Regions from separate parts of the Sus scrofa genome. Here region 2 is linked to region 1. Evidence: chromatin contacts called from public targeted proximity ligation data. All regions are on one chromosome and are shown on one strand. The core of a region is the stretch at or near the end of the contact, and the rest is flanking DNA. Distances in the headings are between cores, read along the strand shown. Region 1 has its middle 140 kb from the start of PLEKHG7. Region 2 overlaps LOC106510428 (a long non-coding RNA gene).

Region 1 (5,920 bases), core at 2,010-4,509:
AGGCCACTCAGCCCTCTGGTATTGACTCAGTCGCCACTGCTCCCAGAAAGTCTTCTCTGATCTGCGGGATCAGATCCTCTCGGGATGGACTCCCACAGTTTTGTACATTCTCATCACAGCACACAGCACGATCTGTCACTATATGGTTTTGTGTGTGTGTACTTGTTTTTTTTTCTCCTCCGCTGTGATGGCAAAGGTCATGTCTCTTGTGTTGAAGAGCCTACCACCCATCCTAAGACAGGCCTTGCTAAGTAGCAGCTGAATAAACGTGTAACGACTTTAAAGTAACTCTTCAAAGGTGTAGCTAAACTGCTCGTCTACAGTTAATAGCACATGAGCCCTTAGATATGGGCTTTGGCGGCAGGAAGGTCTGGGTTTGAACCCCTGAGAGCCAACCTCCTGGCTCTGTGATGTTCAGCGGTTGTCGAACCTCCCTGAGTTTGTTTCCTCACTCAAAAAATGAACCTGCTACATTTGTTCGGACGACTAGAGATAATGCATTCATTATGCAGAACAAACACAGAGTCAGTGCTCAAAAAATGTTGATTATTATTACCCCAATACTAACAGTCACTCTACTCATGCTGGGTGGCCCATATTCCCCCTTGGTGCAATGGTGAGGGTTCAGCAAATCTGAGCTAAAAGACCCCCTGCTGTGCCTTCAACCTCAAAACAACATTCTCCCTCCCCAACACCCTCCGGCCCCGCAACATGCATTATTCCACCAAACGAGTTATTCGGTATTCAAAGAAATCAGGCCTAGAAGAGATCTTACAATCCAGGGTCTTAAGCATCAATTTATTTTTTTTTCGCTCAACCCATGGCATATGGAGTTCCCAGGCTGAGGATCAGATTCAAGGTGGGAGTGCCTTGGATCCTTTAACCCACTGTGCTGGGCCAGGGATTGAACCTGTGCCCTGGCACTACAAAGATTCCGCCAATCTCACTGTGCCACAGTGGGAACTCCAAATTTTTTTTTCTTTTTTTCAGCCTGAAAGATTGACTCACCGCTGATCTTTCCAGATTGTGTAACTGAACCTGATTAACCCTTTAAGAATGCTTGATAAAGGAGTTCCCATTGCGGTTTAACAGGTTAAGAACCCAACACAGTCTCCATAAGGATATGGGTTCGGTCCCTGGCCTCAGTGAGTTAAGGATCTGGCGCTGCCACAAGCTGCAGCTTAGGTTACACACATGGCTTGGATCCAGCATTGCTGTGGCTGTGGCATAGGCCCCAGCTCTAGCTCCAATGTGACCCCCAGCCCAAGAACTTCCATGTGCCGCAGGTACAGTCCTAACAAAAAAAAAAAAGAGAGAGAGAGAGAGAAAAAAACGAGTATTTGGAGTTTCCATCGTGGCGCAGCAGAAACAAATCCGACTAGGAACCATGAGGTTGCAGGTTTGATCCCTGGCCTTGCTCAGTGGGTTAAGGATCTGGCATTGCCGTGAGCTGTGGTGTAGGTTGCAGATGCGGCTCAGATCCCGAGTTGTTGTGGCTCTGGCGTAGGCTGGCGGCTACAGCTCCAATTATACCCCTAGCCTGGAACCTCCATATGCCGTGGGTACGACCCTAAAAAGCAAAAAAAGAATACTTGATACATATCTCAGGCACACCTGCCGGGAATGAGCTATGAAGTTAAGATGAATTAATGAACATATTATTCCTAGGGTATAATGTGATCCTTGGTTTAGGCTATCTGGGAAGGAAAAACTATGGTATGTATCCTGGAAAGCAGGTAAGACTGGGGCCAGACCCATCTGGGTTCTAATTTTTTGTCACCAACCAGCTCTGTGATCTTGACCAATTCCTTAGACCTTGCCTGTAAAACTAACCTCATACTATCTGCTTGGAGCATTGTTTAGAAGATTAAAAATAATCTGTAGGAAAGAGTCTGGCATGGAAGAGGTGCTCCATGAACCATAGTTAAGTAACAAAAGGGAATCAGAGCATTAAACTCATGCCCCGCCCCCACCTCCCTAAAAAAATTCTATTTCCTTTACACGAGAGAGCGCAAACCACAGCAAGTGGGACTGTGCCCTGTAAAGCCTAAGGATTTCAAACCTCCAATGGAAGAAATAGGACAATCTTTGGGAAGTTATCGATAAACGGGGCCAAAAATCTGACTGCCATGTACAGCTCCTCATCCTCTATTTTCACAGAAAAGCAGGGCGAAGTCCAGGCCTCAGAGAGTACCTCCCTGGAAGGCTGGCCAGGAAACCAGCATTCTCTAGTGGCTGTCCCTCTGCAATCTCTATCTCCAGCACCTGCCTTCTAAGGTCCAGCTGATCTGGGTGAGTCCTATGACTCACTTCTGTACCACTCTGCAACAAAATGTCCATGAGTTTCACCCTTTACCTCTTAAACAAAATTTTTTAAACGTTTCACATTAGCCTCTCTGCTTTTAGCCTCCTGCACAGTTTGGGCCCAACCGGGACTACCATGACGTCCTACTCCAAGCTTCCCCCTTTCTTGGCTCTGCCCACGTGGCAGTCCTCCCTGGGCCTGGCCCGGTACTCGCTTATCACCGGAAGAAGATAGCACCGTCTCTAGTTTGTTTTCCCAGTATGCAGTAGGTACCCAAATCCCAAATCCGCTTCCAAAAGAAACTAACTGTGGCGGATTTAAGCAATAAAGAATGTCTTCAAAGGATTTAGTTCCCTGAATCGCTAGGAAGCCTGCAGATCCAAATTCTAGATGGATGGACTAAAAACCAAGGCCCCAAACAGCCTCAGCCTTCCTCAGGCAAAACACTTCTTCCCTCTCCCTCTGCTCTTGGGCAATGACTTCCCAATTAAAAATCCAGGACAGCGCTCCAGGCCCGCCTGCAGGAGAGGTGGGAGAGTGGATGTCTAGCATTTCTAGCTTCTCACATGAGAGATGGCCTCCAGCCCAGCAAGACTTAAAAGGTAAGGAATTCCCGTGTAGGATAAGGTTCAAATGTGGGGCAGCCAAAATTAGAATACGGCAAATCATTACTGCACCGACTTCTCCGCACTGACTTCTCACCCCTCAGAACCCACCAATGTCTGATGAGTTTTGGTTTTCTTTGTGCTCACTACAGCACCATAAAAGTACGTGCTCACCACCTATTTATTGGAATAAATAAGTCAACAGCGACTCTAATGCCACACAGTCTCCCTTTTCCCGGGTTCCCAGGACATCCACGTTGACTGCTCCTTTGTCCTGAACGTTGGAAGTGGCCCAGATTCACTATGCCCTGCAGAGTGGCCTCCGAGGAACACCAGCTGTGGGCACAGCGGCCCCGCACACTGCCCTCCTTCAGCCTGGCTGGCACTAGCCCCAGGGCTGCCTGGCTGCCCCTCTGTCTTTGTGGCCTCTTTTCCATCATTCCCTGGCCCTGTGGACTTGGTGACCGCACTGGGCTCCCTCACTTTTTGACCCTGGGCACTCTGCAGTGTTTCTCCACAAGGGTCTTGAACAATTCTTTGTTCAGCAGAACTGCCCTTTAGGTTGCAAGACTCTTCACATTCTTGGCTGTTTTCAGTAAATGGTAGATGACTGTACAGTCTTGGTGACAACTGGAAAATGGATACATGTTTCCAATGTGTCCCTCCTTTGTAGTAGTGAGTGTGGGGATAGCATGAGCCCCAGCTGAAGCCCTGCTGTGTGGAGACCCTGCCCGCACCTTCTAACTGCTCCCTGGTAGAATCACCCTGGGGTTTTGAGCCAGCTAGCTGCCCACCTGGACAATGGAATTCTGCCCTCCTTGGGAGAGGGAGGCTTGTCCTGATACCAACATTAACATTGGGCAAAATTATAATCGTACAGTAACTCAACAAGTTGTGTAGAACTGGACTTCATACTCCTACTTTTCTGTGGGATCTGGGCAACAACTTAATCACTCTGAGCTCAAGTTTCTTCTTTCATAAAATGGGAGGTGTTTTAGATCAGCCTTCCTAGAAGCAGAGCTTGAGTCAGAGGTTTTTGTTCAAGCTATTTATTGGGAGAGTACTCTCAGGAGAAGGGGAGTAAATGAAGCATGATGGGGCAGGTGGAAAAGCCAAAAGAGGACACTTTGAAGAATAAATTACATGAGAGTCAGTTCTGCCTCGAGGTAAGGGAAGTGGCCGTTTGTACCCGCAGGTCAGCGAGGCACTGGCTGAGGTCTGGGTAGGGAGTTTCCTCCCATGGCCAAGGGAAGCTCCCCAACCCCCACCCCCAAAGATGTGGCTGCGAGTTGTTACATGCACACACACACACACGCAACGAGATATACACACACCCTCATAATCATCTGAGCACTATTTTGTAACCTATTCTTTCGACTGGCATCTTTAACATAGCATAGAATGGGTTTTGGGGATTTTTTGTTTGTTTGTTTCTTTTTGCAGAACCTGTGGCATATGATAGAAGTTCTGGGCCAGGGATGGAATGTGAGCTGCAGCTGTGACCTATGCCACAGCTATGGCAACTCTGGATCCTGAACTGCCACAGTTCCACGACAGCAGCAACTCCAAAATGTTATAATTTTTCATGACAACATAGAATTCCATTATATGACAGTACATAATTAATCAATTATTATATTTGATATATAGGCTATTTCTAACTGTTTTGCTCTTGTAAACCATGTTGTGACGAATATCCTTAGCTAAAACTTGAGCACATTCATAAGTGAGTTACTCAGGACAGATTCCCAGAAATGGTACTACTGGGTTAAAGACGTTTCACCTTTGCAATTTTATGCATATTGCCCAAACACCGTCCATCTGTAACCCTGCAACTATCTCTATACCCACAGATTCTACATGAAAATATGGTTGACCATGCCTTTGATCAACACTGTGTGATTTAACCTTGCCAGCCTGGTAGCGAAAATGATGCAAAATACTAATTTTAAATATTTCAGAGGAAATGCTCACTGTTTAAATGACCCAACACACATGGAATTTCCCCCAAATTTCTGTCTAACTATATTTATTCCTATATTTACAACAAAAGTTAGAAAAGACACTTTGAAAACACTGGCCTAAAAAAATTCTACCTAAGGATGCACACATGCAGTGACCAATTTTTAGTTTTATGAAATGGTTTATAATAGTAAAAAATTGCTGACATATGTTACTTTCTGATGTTTGGATTTTAACTTAAATGATTAGATAAGCAAACTGCCAGTCATAGGTATAGCTCACCCAGCTAGTTAATGAATAAGACTTTTTTTTAATCAAAAATTGAAAATTTGTCCAAATAAGCAGAATGGAGAGGAGAAAAAGAATAAAAATACTTGACGAAATGGTCATTGCATTCAGCAGACAAATAAATCCATTTGGCATTAGAAAAATTAGTTTCTTCTCAGCCTTTTCCCTGATTTTCTGGCCTTTGAGAAATTACTTAAGTGTGTCCTGAAACAGAAAAATAGACACGACTCCTGCATTCCCACTTTCCTCCACCCTGGGCCTCGCTGCACATGCATTTTGTAAGAGTTCATTAGAAACTGTTTGCCAAGCACTCTGACCTCCTTGGAGAGGAGTGTTTATAAATAGAATTTTTTCTTGTGGGGTCCTTTACTAGTTAAGTAAATGTCTCACGTTTCTTAAAAAGTACGACACAAGTGACTTCACAGGAGAGAAACAAAAGCTGCTCATCCTCTTAATCTGCTAGTTCTGGAAAGTTTCCCCAAGAGCATCTCCTTTCATAGACATCTAGAAACATTTATAATACTTCTCTGTTGACGACGTTAAACATTTCTCTTTTTTCTCCCAAATTAATATGCAACTCTATATGAACCATTTTTCTGAGGAAAAATAACATGTAATAATAAAATTATATATCCTCAATTCTAAGACAGTATTGACTCTAGAATTTACCTTCAATATAACAATAGCTTTACTAAGTAAAAAAGAAACATTACAATGAAAGTAGACTTAGATGAAAAGTCTGGTTCCAAGTTTGGATACA
Region 2 (5,920 bases), core at 1,802-4,301, 290 kb before region 1:
GCTCAGCAGTTAACGAATCCGACTAGGATTCATGAGGATGTGTGTTCGATTCCTGGCCTCGCTCAGTGGGTTAAGGATCAGGTGGTGCCGTGAGCTGTGGTGTAGGTCGCAGACGTGGCTCGGATCTGGCGTTGCTGTGGCTGTGGTGTAGGCCGGCAGCTACAGGGCTGATTTGACTCCTAGCCTGGGAACCTCCAGTTCCCTAGCCACAAGTGTGGCTCTAAATGGAAAAAGCAAAAAAAAAAAAAAAAAAAGAATATATATATATAAAAATTTGACTCTGAGTGGTCAAACATTCATAAAACTTAAATATAATTCCTAGTGAAAATGAATAATTAGTTGATGGCTCTTCTTTAACAGATGAAGGAATTGGTTGCCCTTGGAGCATTCACTTTCATTCATTTGCTACTTTATATGTCAGGCTGCTCCAGTTCCAGCTTTGTCAAGATGCCCTTAGTTTCCTAGCACCGATGATAAAAACATAGAACATTTAATTCATCATAAAATTTTTGAGTGACTACTCAGGGCTGACTGGTCTTTCACTGGGGAGGCTGACTCAGATTTACAAGAGACAAGTCAGGGGGTGTGGCCCACTCGTCATTACAGACGGTGTGCAATGTGCTACGACAGAGGTATGTACAAAGCTCTACGGCATTAGGGTAGCACAAAGGAGAGAGGGAAGGGAAAGACAAAATCTCCTCAAGGACTGAAGCGTCAAAACAGGATTCAGAGAAGAGGTGCCTTCTTTTAAAGCTGTTCTTTGATTGAAGGATAGTCAAGTACCATTCAAAAGGAGGCGGGTGGGTGGTGGGTGTCTAATCAAGGGGGGCATTCCAGGACCATGAAGAAAAGGCATGGAAGCCAAAGGTCTTCGTGTGTTTACAGAACCACCAAGAGTTTGCTTGGGCTGGGACATCACCTTCAAAGTCAGGGGTGGTAGGAGAGGAAACTGGAGAGGCAAAGGGAGGTCAGCAGGTGCTCAGGAAACGTCACGGGGGAAGGGCTGGTGGATATATGCCACATGCTGCAGGTGCTAAGAAAGGATTTTAAGTGACAAGGTGGCATGACCTTTGATATTTAAGGATGGTATCGGCAGTGGTCCTGGAATGGAGAGAGACCAGTTCTGCTTGATGCCAAGTATAGGCCTGGCATAATTTTCAGCATTTAGGGAGCTAAAGATCGCTTAGCATGCCAGCATCTACGGTGGGGGTGGGGGAGGGGGGGGCAGGTCATGCATTAGACTCATCTTCTCAGGCCACAAAACATCACTTTCGGTATGTATTAACTAACAACACAGGTTTCTCCACATGTGAGAAAAAAGAATCAGATGGGTTACTTCATGAGAAAAGTTGAAATAAGAGTAAGACACGCATGAAGAGAATCCGTATGCCAAACCAAACCTTATTGTTAGTAATAACTCCAGGGAGGCACTATTTCAGGTTATCAGAGATTGTAATTTAAGTTTGGGAGAACATCAAAATCATATAGTAGTCTTTGAGAGGTAGATTAATACATTATTCAACATTAAATTCTGTCTTAAATAATGACACCCATATGCCATATGCCTATACCTTTGAAACAGCCCTTCTCATTTTTCTTTAAAGTTATTTATGTCGCTAAAGGAAGCCATTATTTCCAGAGCTAAAAGAAGAAAATAAATGAGCTTTCATTTGAGTGAAAAGTCCATTCATATTCTAAATCCCAGCCAAGAAGCCCCAGGAATGCCAAGAGTTTGCTTCTATTTCATCTTTCACCTGCATGCTAACTTTCCATCAATTTAATGATAAACCTTCAACTATTTCGTACTGTCAGGTTTTTCACAGAAATATTCATAGTTAGAAGCATTGTATAATGATTCAAGGGCATTCTATGGGTAAGAAAAAATAAGTTTTTCTCTTTTGGAAGAGCTAAAATGTGTTTGTGGAAAATTACACAGAGATAATCCTATACTACGCAACAAAATGAGAGATGGAGCTATGTGTCAAGGCTGGGAATTGTAAGATCAGGGATTGAAAAGAGGGGGAAAAGCTTAGTTATCTTCAGCTGGCAGCAATGGTGCCTAGATAATGGAGTCTGTTTACAATGGAATGAGGTTATCCTACAGGGGCAAAGTGAGAAAGGAAGTTAGTGGTGAGGGGTGGAGGGCAGGATGAGGAAGGGTTGAGATCTTGGCTGAAAATAGAGATGTGCACCACAGCAGGACAAGAAGAAGTTGGAAATTTGGAAGGAAGATCCTGGTAGGTAGCAGAGAACTATGAAGTAGGTAGGTCTCTATGCATAAGGGGTTAAACAGGCTAACAATGTAAATGCATACTGAAATCCACCCTGGTAGAAGAGGGCAGATTTGCAGGTAACATAAAATGTTCTCTTCTAGGAGTTCCTGTTGTGGCTCAGAGGTAAAGAACCCAACTGGTATCCATGAGGATGCAGGTTAGTTAGATCCCTGGCCTTGGTTAGTGGGTGAAGGATCTGGCGTTGCTGTGAGCTGTGGCATAGGTTGCAGACACAGCTTGGATCCTGTGTTGCTGTGGCTGTGGCATAAGCCAGCAGCTGCAGCTCCAATATGACCCCTAGCCTGGAAACGTCCATATGCCACAGGTGCAGCCCTTAAAAAAAAAAAAAAAAAAAAAAAAAAGTTTCTTTTCCAGAGGTGCTATCAAAGATCAATAGAAAAGTGTTCTGGAGGGTGGCTATCAAAGGATTTAGATTTAGATTCCAATTCAACTAAGGCTTATGGAGGGCTCGATATCCTGAAATGGGTTTTCAAATAGCTTAACTAACTCATTCAATTTCCTGTAGCAGTTCTGTGAGGTATATATTAAATCTAACGGGTTAATAGATTAGGATACTGGGCCTCAAGTTAAGGGACTCACCTAAGATTAAGGAGATGATAATTAGAGAAGTGGGAATTCAAAGCCAGGCCACTGTCCTGGGAGAGATGGCGCCCTCTCCTATCCTCCCTCTGCAGGAGCTGCCTTTCCCTGTTCCATTCCTGTCCTGTGATTCGGTGAAAACCGAGGCTGTGACATGCGTGCTGTCAGGGTGACTGGCAAGGACAGCTCTCCATTTGCCAAGTGTCAGGAAGCACATCAGAGCCAGAAGGCAACTCCTAACAGGGCCAACTTGGGAGCACTCAGGCGGCTTAAGAGAGGAGTTGGAATCCAGGGAGTGTTCCGTTCCCAGACCGGGATGAATGACCCTGTAGGCTCAGCTCTTCTGCGACCTCTGATCTTCCTGGATTTAAGAAGCCACTCAGACGTAGCTCTGAAAGTTCTGCCCGTCACCGTGTTCACTAGAAACTGAACACCGAGAAAGACAGTTTCACAACTATTGCTCGCTGAAGACTATTTCTCACTGGAGTTCCACTGTGGCGTCTCTACAGCGCCAGGACGCAGGTCTGATCCCTGGCCCAGCACAGTGGCTGAAGGATCTGGCAGTTGCGGTGGAGGTCACGACTGTGGCTTGGATCTGATTCCTGGCCCAGGAACTCCACATGCCCCAGGGCAGTGAAAAAGAAAAGAATAATGTAAGACTTAGGCCTGGTCTAAACCAAGCTGAAACAAGGTGTGTTTGGAGAAGAGAAAACTCCAAGAAGATTCACTTTAGTAATAGCAGTAGTAATAGTAGTCGTAGTAATAGCAGCAGCAGCAGTGGTAGTAATAACAGTAGTTTAGTAACAGTAGCAGGAGTACCATCACACACCTACCATGTGGAGGCACTATTTTAAACACTACATTTGTATTGATGTAACCCTCACAACACTATGAGGCAGGCATTATTACCCCCATTTTTCAGATAGGAGCCAGATAGGAAAGAGTCACTGAATAACTGCTAAGACACGCAGCTAGCGCCAAACAGAGCTAGGATTCGCATGCAGGCAGCTAGAATCTGTCCTCTCTACCATTAAGCTATATAACAATTCAAACATCTTAATAGTAATTTTAAATTCCTTAGTATAATGACTTTAAAATATTAGCAGCAATGGTGTTCCTGTCTACCTATTTTATGTAGAAGACAAAGATACACCCTACACAACAGTCTAATGTGACTGGAAAGACACTTAAAGTAACAGCAATGAGAGACAATGGGGCTTAGAAGTGACACTGCGGTGTTAGCAGTAAATCCTCGAGGAATTGAGAGGAAGAGGTGATGAATGAGGGCTAGTTAGATCTATGAAGACATGACAGAGGAGGCAGTCTGCATTCTCTTTCTCCTGGCTCTTTCACTTAAACTGCATTGACCCCCCCCCCCCCAAATTGAATTAACTTTGTCAAAAAAGGCAGTGGGAAAATCTATTCAGCTCTGCTTCTTCCATGATGGATTCCAACTGCCCCTGCTGGAATCTTCGCCCATTGTTAAACTTCCATGAATGGGCAGCTGGGCCACTGATCCCACAGCTCAACTTCTCCCTGAGGCTAAACTGGCTGAAACTTTACAGTGCAAGAGAACACCTGGGAAGTTCATTAAAACTGTAGCTTCCTGGCCTGAGAGAGTCTTTCTCAGTTGGTTTGAGAGGACTCTGAAAAAATTATTTTGAAGCCATACAAATGTTTCTGAATCAGATCATCCTCAGGACACACTGAGAAAAATTCAAATAGTTACTTTCACAGACTGAAGTGAAGAAAACCCTTCTATAAGAGTTTTGATGCCCTCTTCTCTGCAGAGGACAGTGAGCCCCAAACCAGGGGCCAAAAACCTTGCAAAGATGGTTTGAGATCTTCGGTGACTTTGTGTAAGACTATCCCTTCCAAATGCATCTTCCCCTGCAGCCTAGCTTCTATCCAGCTATCCAGAGCCGCACCTCTTGAAAGGCTGTTATGAAGACACAGCATTCTTGCTCTTACATTGACAGAACGGAAGGAACAAGGGGCTCCCAGTAGATGACAGAGGTTCAAATACGGATTCTATCCCTTCTTTCCTGTGGGATGTGGGGAGACATTACTTGTCTATTCATTCAATCATCACATCTTTACTGAGTACCCTCTGTGCCAGGCACTGTGCTAGGTAACGGAAACTAGGAGGACAAGGACAGTCTCCTGGTCTCAGGAAGTGTCTGGCCCAGGCAGTAAGACAAATATTACTACACAAGTATGACTCTGGTAAGCGCTATAAAGGAAACATTCAGGTGCTATGAAATTTATAAAAGGGGATATCACTTCGCTTGGAGAACAGCTTGCACCTCCCTTTGTTCACTTAAAATATGAAACTGATATATATATATATATATATATATATATATATATATATTTTTTTTTTTTTTTTTTTTTTTTTACAGCCGCACTCATGGCACATGGAAGTTCCTAGGCAGGGGTCAAATTAGAGCTGCAGCTGTGACTGGCACCACAGCCACAGCAATGTCAGATCCTTAACCCACTGAGTGAGGCAAGGTATTGAACCCACATCCTCACAGAGACGGCATCTGGTCCTTAACCCACTGAGCCACAACAGGAACTCCAGGAATGATATTTCTTGCTTCAGTAATTATTATGGGATAAAATGAGTAAATATACCAGAAAATAAAATATTAAAGTACAAAGTCCATACTTAAAAAATTTAGCATCGTCATTTACAGGACATGCTAACATCTCTGACAATCTGCTTTGAATCCTACTTTACTACACATCAGTAATCAGTACAGGCTTCAGCTACTTTCTAGATATTAAAAATCTTAGTAGGTGGCTGGTAACGGCTGCCAGGCTTTCCGGTCAAAGAAGCCTCTGTGTAGGAAAGGAATTGGGGTGAAATAAAAAGGCAAAAAAATAATAGTCTTTTCCTTTCCATACCTGTATGCATGTTGCCCGAAAAAAACCAAACTTGCATTTTATAAGGTTCAGTATTTTCATGTCATGTAATTGTATTTCATAGGTCACCCAATAGCATACTTAGATGTCATCTGGTAATTTTTTTTTTTTTTTTTTTT

Evidence for each region.
Region 2: a contact with region 1 is called in a targeted proximity ligation map of skeletal muscle, with 8 times the contacts expected there. A contact is called at or near these places in 1 of 47 Hi-C or Micro-C datasets (skeletal muscle) and 1 of 2 datasets of targeted methods (skeletal muscle).

What each region holds. Positions count from the first base shown.
Region 1 is chr5:90,455,045-90,460,964 of Sscrofa11.1, reverse strand. No RefSeq gene overlaps it. Among named protein-coding and RNA genes, the nearest start is that of PLEKHG7, 140 kb to the right of the region's middle.
Region 2 is chr5:90,747,907-90,753,826 of Sscrofa11.1, reverse strand. All of the region lies in intron 3 of LOC106510428 (a long non-coding RNA gene), which reads right to left. Among named protein-coding and RNA genes, the nearest start is that of BTG1, 64 kb to the left of the region's middle.